2 separate regions of the Anas platyrhynchos genome follow, and region 1 is linked to region 2. The links are chromatin contacts, called in public Hi-C maps. All regions are on one chromosome and are shown on one strand. Each heading gives the region's core, a stretch centred on a gene start, on an enhancer-like site or on the middle of the called end of the contact. The rest is flanking DNA. Distances are from core to core; before and after follow the strand shown. Region 1 holds the start of TCF3 (transcription factor 3). Region 2 overlaps TCF3 (transcription factor 3).

Region 1 (3,226 bases), core at 171-2,670, 62 kb after region 2:
CCTTGGGTGCTGGGGGGGGGGGGGGGGGGGGCAGCACCTTGGGACCCCCCCCATTTCCAGCACACGAAGCCCCCCAAGGCAACACTCGCCCCGGGACAACTTTAACAACTCGCAGTGCAGGGTTCAGCCAGGGCCTTTTTGAAAAAAATAACTATTTTCACGTCTTTTTATAAAAAAAAAAGGAAAAAAAAGCAAAACAAAACTCTGTTTTTAACTTAAAAGTTAAAAGGGCCGCCGGGCCCCGTCCTCCATCCGCACAAAGGCCGGGGCCGGGCTGACCCCGTGGGACTGGTGGGGGGGTCCCCGGGGGGGGTCCGAGGCTGCTTCCCCGCTCCCCCCGGGCCCCCCCCGGGCAGGACAAAGGCTGCCAAGGCCCGGCCGGCTCCGTGCCCCCCTCCCGGCCGGGCCGGGCCCCTGCAGCCACCGCTCGGCGTGGCCGGGGGGGGGGGCGTTTGAAGCAGCCTCTGCCCCCCCCAAACCCCCTCGCATCGCCCCGGGACGAGCCCAAGCGGCCCCACCGCCACCCGGACCCCTTCGTGCCCCCCCCCCCCACCCCCAAACCGTGCAGCCCCCCCCGGGCCGGGGTGGAGGCCGAGCGGCCCCCCCCTCCTTTTAGCCCCCCCCCCCACCGGCCTCACGCTAAGGGGGGGGGGCTCAGAGCGGGCCGCCCCCTCCTTGTGCCCCCCCTCGAAACTTTCACAGCCATGGGGGGGGGGAGGAACAGAGACCCCCCCCCACCAAAACCCCCCCGGGGGGGCCCGGCCCCAACTTCGCAGCCACCGGGAGCGGGGCGAGGGAACGGGCCCCCCCCCCCATAAAGAGCCGGACCCCCCCCCGCAGCGTGGAAAGGGGGTGAGGAGGGGGGGGGGTCCCGGTGCCTGCAGCCCCCCCCCCATCCCCCCCTGCAAACTTCGCGGAGCGCCGGGGACAAAAGAGCCGGGCCGGGGGGCGCCGGGCACGGACCCCCCCGAGCCCCCCCCCCCCCACCTCAGTTCCCAGCCCCCCCCCGGGGGTCCCGCCCCGCCCGCGGCTGCTCGAGGTCTGCCCCCCCCCCCCATACCGTTCCCCCCCCCCCTCCTTAAGTTTTTTTTTTTTCTGTTTTTTTATTATTTTTTTTTTACCTGTTCCGGGGCACAACCGCGCCCCCGGTGCGTGCGCGGAGGGGCGGCGGGCGGGGAGAGGGGGGGGGGGGCAGGAGGAGAAGGGCAGCGCATGAAGCTCCCGCGGGCACCCAGGCGGTGGCTGCGGCCCCGGCCCGGCCTTGGAAGCGGCCGCGGCGCCCTGTGCCGGCGGGCGGCCCCGGCCCCGGCCCCGGCCCCGGCCCCTATTGTTCTGGCGCCGCCGGCGGGCACGGCGCAGCGAAGCGGCAGCGCCTGGCTCCGGCCCGGGCGGCGCGTGCGCCCCGCGCCCCCGCCCCCGGGGTTTGGCCGGGCCCCAGCGCCGCCGCCTCCCCCCCCCCCCCCCTCCCCCGTTAGGCCACGCCCACTCCACCTCAGGCGCCTCCCCTCGCTGTATCCCTCCGCCGCCTCTCCTCTCCGTATCTCCCCCCCGCCGCAGCGAGGAGAGGGCAGAGATGAAAGCAGCGTGGGGGGGAAAAGGGGGAGAAGGGGGGAGCGCGGCGGGAGGGGTGTGGGGGGTGTGGGGGGGGAGGGCCGCCGTGAGGAGAGGGGGACTATGTTTTGTGGCGGAGGGATACAGACGAGGATTGGGTGAGATGAACACTGATAAGGCCGCGCGGCGCTGCCCAATGGAAAGGGGGCGCAGCGCGAGTGGCGGGAGGCGTGGCCAATCGGAACGCGCCCTGCCGCGGGGCCCGCCCACCAAGCGGGGAGGCGGGGCTCTGCGCGGGCAGGGGGCGGGCGTTGTTTCGCGTCGCCGCCCGCAGCTCCCCCGGCGGCCGCGGGGCCCCCGACGGGGCGGGCGGGCAGAAAAGAGCCCGGCCGGGGGCGGGGGCGGGGGCGGCCCGGCGGGCACTGGTGTTGGGTGGGCAGGGGGTTAGCGAGTCGAATAAAGTTGCTGCTTTATAATTATTCGGTTATTAACCGGGGGTTAGGGGTGGCGCTGGATCGCTGCGCTCCCAGAGCAGACGCCGAGCGGGGCTGGGGGGGAGATGCCCCAATTCTGTGGAGGATTTGGGGTTTTCTCCCCTCCTCTCTGGATGCCCTCCCTGGGCTTGTACCCGCTGGCTGCTGGGGTGCTGAGCAGCGGAGCGGTGCCCGTCGGGGGGCAAAGGGAGCAAGGGGTGGGGAGGGAGGACACAGGACCCCATGGGGGATGCAGGTGGCAGCAGAAATGTCCCCTCTCCCCCTCTCCATAGCACCTGTGACACCCCAAATGCCTCCCGTGCCTGGAGACCAAACAATACTGGAAGCATCCTCGCCCCTCTGCCTTCAGCCCCATCCCTTCATCGAGCCCCGGTCACCCTGCCATGGCTGGCTCGGGTTCCCTGCAGCCTCGGCACTGCTGTGCCCCGGCCGGGAGCCTTCCCGGGGGCACCGAGGGGCTGGGGGTGACATAAAACCACTGCTGGGAGCGGGGCTGAGCCCTGACTGGGGTGCAGAGATGTCACCCCCTGGCCCATGCTTCATGCTCCCGGTGCTAAAGGAACAGTGGAGCAGCCTCGTGCAGTGCCCCTTGCCTTTCCTCCCGTGTTTTGTCCCTGCCTGGTGGCCCCCCCCTCGGGGTGCTGTCACCCCCCTGTCCCCCCCCAGAGCGGTCACTCTCCCCTTGCTGTGAAGCGTCGCCCCTCGCCCGCTCCCCCTCCGCCTTCCGCTCTTCGGGATGACAAGGAAGAGATTAAACATTTCCCTAATGCGATTATATTCTAATTTTGCCTGTGTGGCCATAATTTCCCTGTCAACAATCGCAATTAAAGCTCAGAGCCCGGGTGCCCTGCCACCGAGGGCTGTGCAAAGCCCCACGGGCAGCGACAGGGGTCCTGTGGGATTTCCCTTCCCCGGGACACCCCACACCATGATCAGCTTTGAAGATTTCCCTTCCCCAAGCCCTGCTCACTGCTGGGTGTCTTTGCATGGGCTGAAAATAGAAAGAAAAAGGGGGAACCTGAGTGGATTTGGGGGTGGGCTGGTGATGGCAGCGGGTGCTTAGGTGGGTGTGAGTGTGGCACCAGGCTCCTGGTGGCAGGGGCATGACAAAAAGCGTGTGCCCAGGCCTGCCCACAAGGCTCAGGGCTCCTCCAGCACCACGTTTCACTCTAAGCAAAGTT
Region 2 (3,336 bases), core at 530-3,029:
GAGTGCCCCCGGCTGCTGCTGGAAGTCAGTGTCGGATGCAGACACTGAACCAAGGTCTTTCCACGGGGCCAAAATCCAGCCCCAAAATCAGCCTGGAAGGGGGGAATTTTATTTTCCAGGCAGGGTTGGGAGCTCAGGAGAGCTTCCACCGCTGGTGGCATCCTGGGGGTGCCCCAAACAGGCCGGTGGGTGGGGAAGGCAGCACCGTGCTGGCAGCATCTTCAACCATGGCCTCGCCCGCAGCCCGTCCCCTCCGAGCCCCCAATTTGCTGTACAGACGACCTTCTCCCCCAGAGCAAAAATTCTTGCAGGAAAGACACCTTCCTCGGGTGAGCCCTCACACCAGGGCAGACCACGGCCTTCGGCTCCAGGGGAGCTACGCGGGGACAAGCCCCCACCTAAGGTGGGTGGCAGAGGCAGAGCCTTCCTGGGTCTGCTCGGGGGTCTGGAGAGCCCCCAGGCTGTGCCTGACCACGTGGAGGGGAAGCGAGGGCTCCCCGGATGAGCTCTTGCCTGCATGGGGCTGGGGGCTGCCGCTGTCCCTGCCTCTCTTCAGCGCCTGGGGATGCTGCAGCTGGGGAGTGGAGCCTGGCAGTGACAGGGCTCGTTCCTCCCAGCTAACGCTGGTGGCTGTGGCTCCTGGCAGTGCTGCAGCTCCTCAGTGCCTTGCACACTGCAACCGAGCGGGATGGAGCCCTGTCCCTGCCAGCAGCAAGTGCTGCTGGTTTGTGGGGCCGTGCGGTGTCCTCGGGGCTGTAAGGATGTGCGGCTCCTCAGCCAATTTGTGGCACCTGCCTGCCTGGCTCCTGTAACACCTCCCTGATCTCCTTCCCCTTCCTGCCCTGTTAGCCGCTGATCGCGGCACAAAGACCCCAGCTTTGTGGCTGGGCACACGGGGGCCCCATGGCCCCACTGCAGCCCCGCAGGAGGGGATGTGGGGTCGGCTTCTCTCCTGCAGAGCAGCCCGGAGACCAAAACCGCTGGAGAAGTGAGACCCTAGCTGCCTGCTCTAAAGTCTGCCGACAGCAGCACACGGGGCTTCGCTTGCTTCCCCAGCTGCGTCCAAGAAGGGTTTAAAAAGGGACAAGCGTGGGAGACCAAAGTGACCACGGTGCCAACTCTGTCTAACCCGGCCCCACGCCACCCCTCGGCTCCTGTCTCCATCCGCAAGCAGCAAGTACAAGGTAGAGAGTGGGACCACCGAGAGGTCACGGCTGGGGACTGTCTGTAGGAGATCGGAAAGAACAGAACCAAAAAAAAAAAAAACTCGAAATAAAAAAAAAATAAAAAGGAAGGGGAAATTAAAAAAGAGACAGGAAAAAATATACGTTATGAAAGGCAAAAAATTACAAACTGAAGAGAGGCACAAAGGACTCCAACATCAATGCAACAGCAGAGGCCAGCAGAGAGGAGCACAGCCAGGCACAAACCACGGATTCGTGTTACAACAGCCTCTGCAGAGAGAAAGGGGGTTAACCTGCCCGGCTCTGCGAGGCAGGAGCATGCACTGCGGGTTGCGGGAACAAAGCAGCAAAGTCTCTGGAGCGGGAAGCTGAGCCCTGCGAGCCCTGCGCCTCCCCTCCGGGCACACACGCGTGGGGAAGGAGCGAGCCTGCCCCGGCGAGGGGGAGAGCCCGCACGTGGCCGCTGCTGGCTCCGGGCCCTGCTATGGACACGCAGAGCTCCTGGCTTGTGAGGGACAGCGGTTCTGAGAGGCAGCGAGGGCTGCCCGGTCCTGGGCTCAGCCGTGCCAACCCCTCACATGGCGCCTGCGCTCCCCAGCGCTGTGCCGGGGAGGAAGGAGGCACCTCCTGAGCAGCCATGGGGAGGGACGGGCACTGGGCTCGGAGCTGCCCTTGGAGAGGTTTCAGGTCCTCTCAAAGATTTGCTGTTTGTTTGCTTGGGTGTTTTTTTTTTTGCTGGCCAAGCAGCTGAGCAAAGCGGCTGGCTGCAGGAAAGCGGGGACAGCCGCCGGGGCTGGCGGGCGCAGGTTCCCCCTCGGGGACCAGCATGCAGCACACGCGATGGCAGGGGGGAACAAAAGAGAGAACAGCAGGGTTGCAAAAAAATTAAAAAAAAAAAAAAGGACAAAAAAAAGAAAAAAAAAAAGGACATCAACAGCCTTGGGAATCCAAGGCCACAGGGCAGAGAGAGAGTGCAAGGCACCACAGCACATGTCACAGGAGACAGACAGACAGACAGCCCCGTGCCGATCAGATACGTAAAATATCACCACTCCGGGACCCTCACTGACCTCTAACTTGTTGCTCCAGGTTCAGTATGACTGATACGGCCTGGTGTAGGATTAGCAGTTTGGTCTGCGGTTTTTCGCTGTTTAGGTGGAGTTGGCACATGCGTCCGAGCTCTTTAAAGGCCTCGTTGATGTCACGGACCCGCAGGCGCTCACGGGCATTATTGGCGACCCTCCTTTCTCTCTCTCTCTCGGCTTTTTGCTCTGGGGGAAGAAGATCGTCCTCCTCATCCTCATCTTGACTAATGGTTTAAAATAAGAACGAGACAGGGACATTCCTCGCGTGCACTCTCAGCACTGGTCAACTCACAGAAAAGAAACACACATCGGGCACCGAGACGCTGCGCCCCGCGTGCCCCCGCTGGGACACGGGGACATGCGGTGACTTTGGAGAGAAGCAATTAAGACTCTTCTTCTTCCATCCCCTCCCCCCCGCATTTTTTTTTTTAAATACAAAGCAAATAAAGAAACCACAACAATGCGATTAAGGCCTGAGTTTGTCGCTGGGAGGTCGTGCGGTGGCCCGGAGAAGGCATTCAGGGCTGACACTGGTGTCCCCAGCTACAATTTCAGGGACGGGCAGCACCTGCCTCTGGGGCAGGAGGTGGCCGCTGTCTGGCAGGAGCGGGGCCGGCACTGCCCCTCTGGGCAGCATCGCCCTGCCGAGGTCCCCGAGCCGATGGCGAGGCTGCGGACAAGCCAGCACGCTGGAAGGACTCCACCTGATCCGCTGCCACGTGTCTGGCTGGATGCAACGGGGGTTCAGGAGCCCCGAGGCAGACAGCAGAGCCGAACTGTAGCAGGGAGGAGGCTGAAAACCCCCCCCAGCCTCCAGCCAGGGATGCTGAGCGCCCCTTCCTGCCTCAGCACAGCCACGATGCCCCCAGCGAGCACCCAGGCGGGCGCAGCTTGCGCGGACAAGGCACAAAGCCTCCGGCCGTGGGGATGGGGGCAGCAGGGCAGGGAGGCCAGGAGGCTGAGAGCCTTCCCCAGCACGGCACGGCCCACGCCACGCACCTGCGAGGACGGGCAGGGCTCCCGTGGTGGGTAGGGGCTGGTGGATCCACACCACGGGACGACCCCCG

What was found. A called contact is a pair of places that touch in the nucleus more often than the background predicts.
Region 1: a contact with region 2 is called in a Hi-C map of liver, with 2.2 times the contacts expected there. The contact joins the promoter of TCF3 here to the enhancer-like site in region 2. A contact is called at or near these places in 4 of 8 Hi-C or Micro-C datasets (liver, skeletal muscle, small yellow follicle and 1 more).

The regions. Positions count from the first base shown.
Region 1 is chr29:4,647,456-4,650,681 of IASCAAS_PekinDuck_T2T, forward strand. TCF3 (transcription factor 3) reads right to left here and starts at 1,421. Exons shown (of 20, transcript XM_038169034.2): 1 at 1,122-1,421.
Region 2 is chr29:4,584,797-4,588,132 of IASCAAS_PekinDuck_T2T, forward strand. It overlaps TCF3 (transcription factor 3), which reads right to left. Exons shown (of 20, transcript XM_038169034.2): 18 at 2,255-2,493. Among named protein-coding and RNA genes, the nearest start is that of UQCR11, 13 kb to the left of the region's middle. Within about 2 kb of position 1,780, at least 1 of the 8 cell types and tissues checked has an H3K27ac peak or open chromatin away from gene starts, as enhancers often do.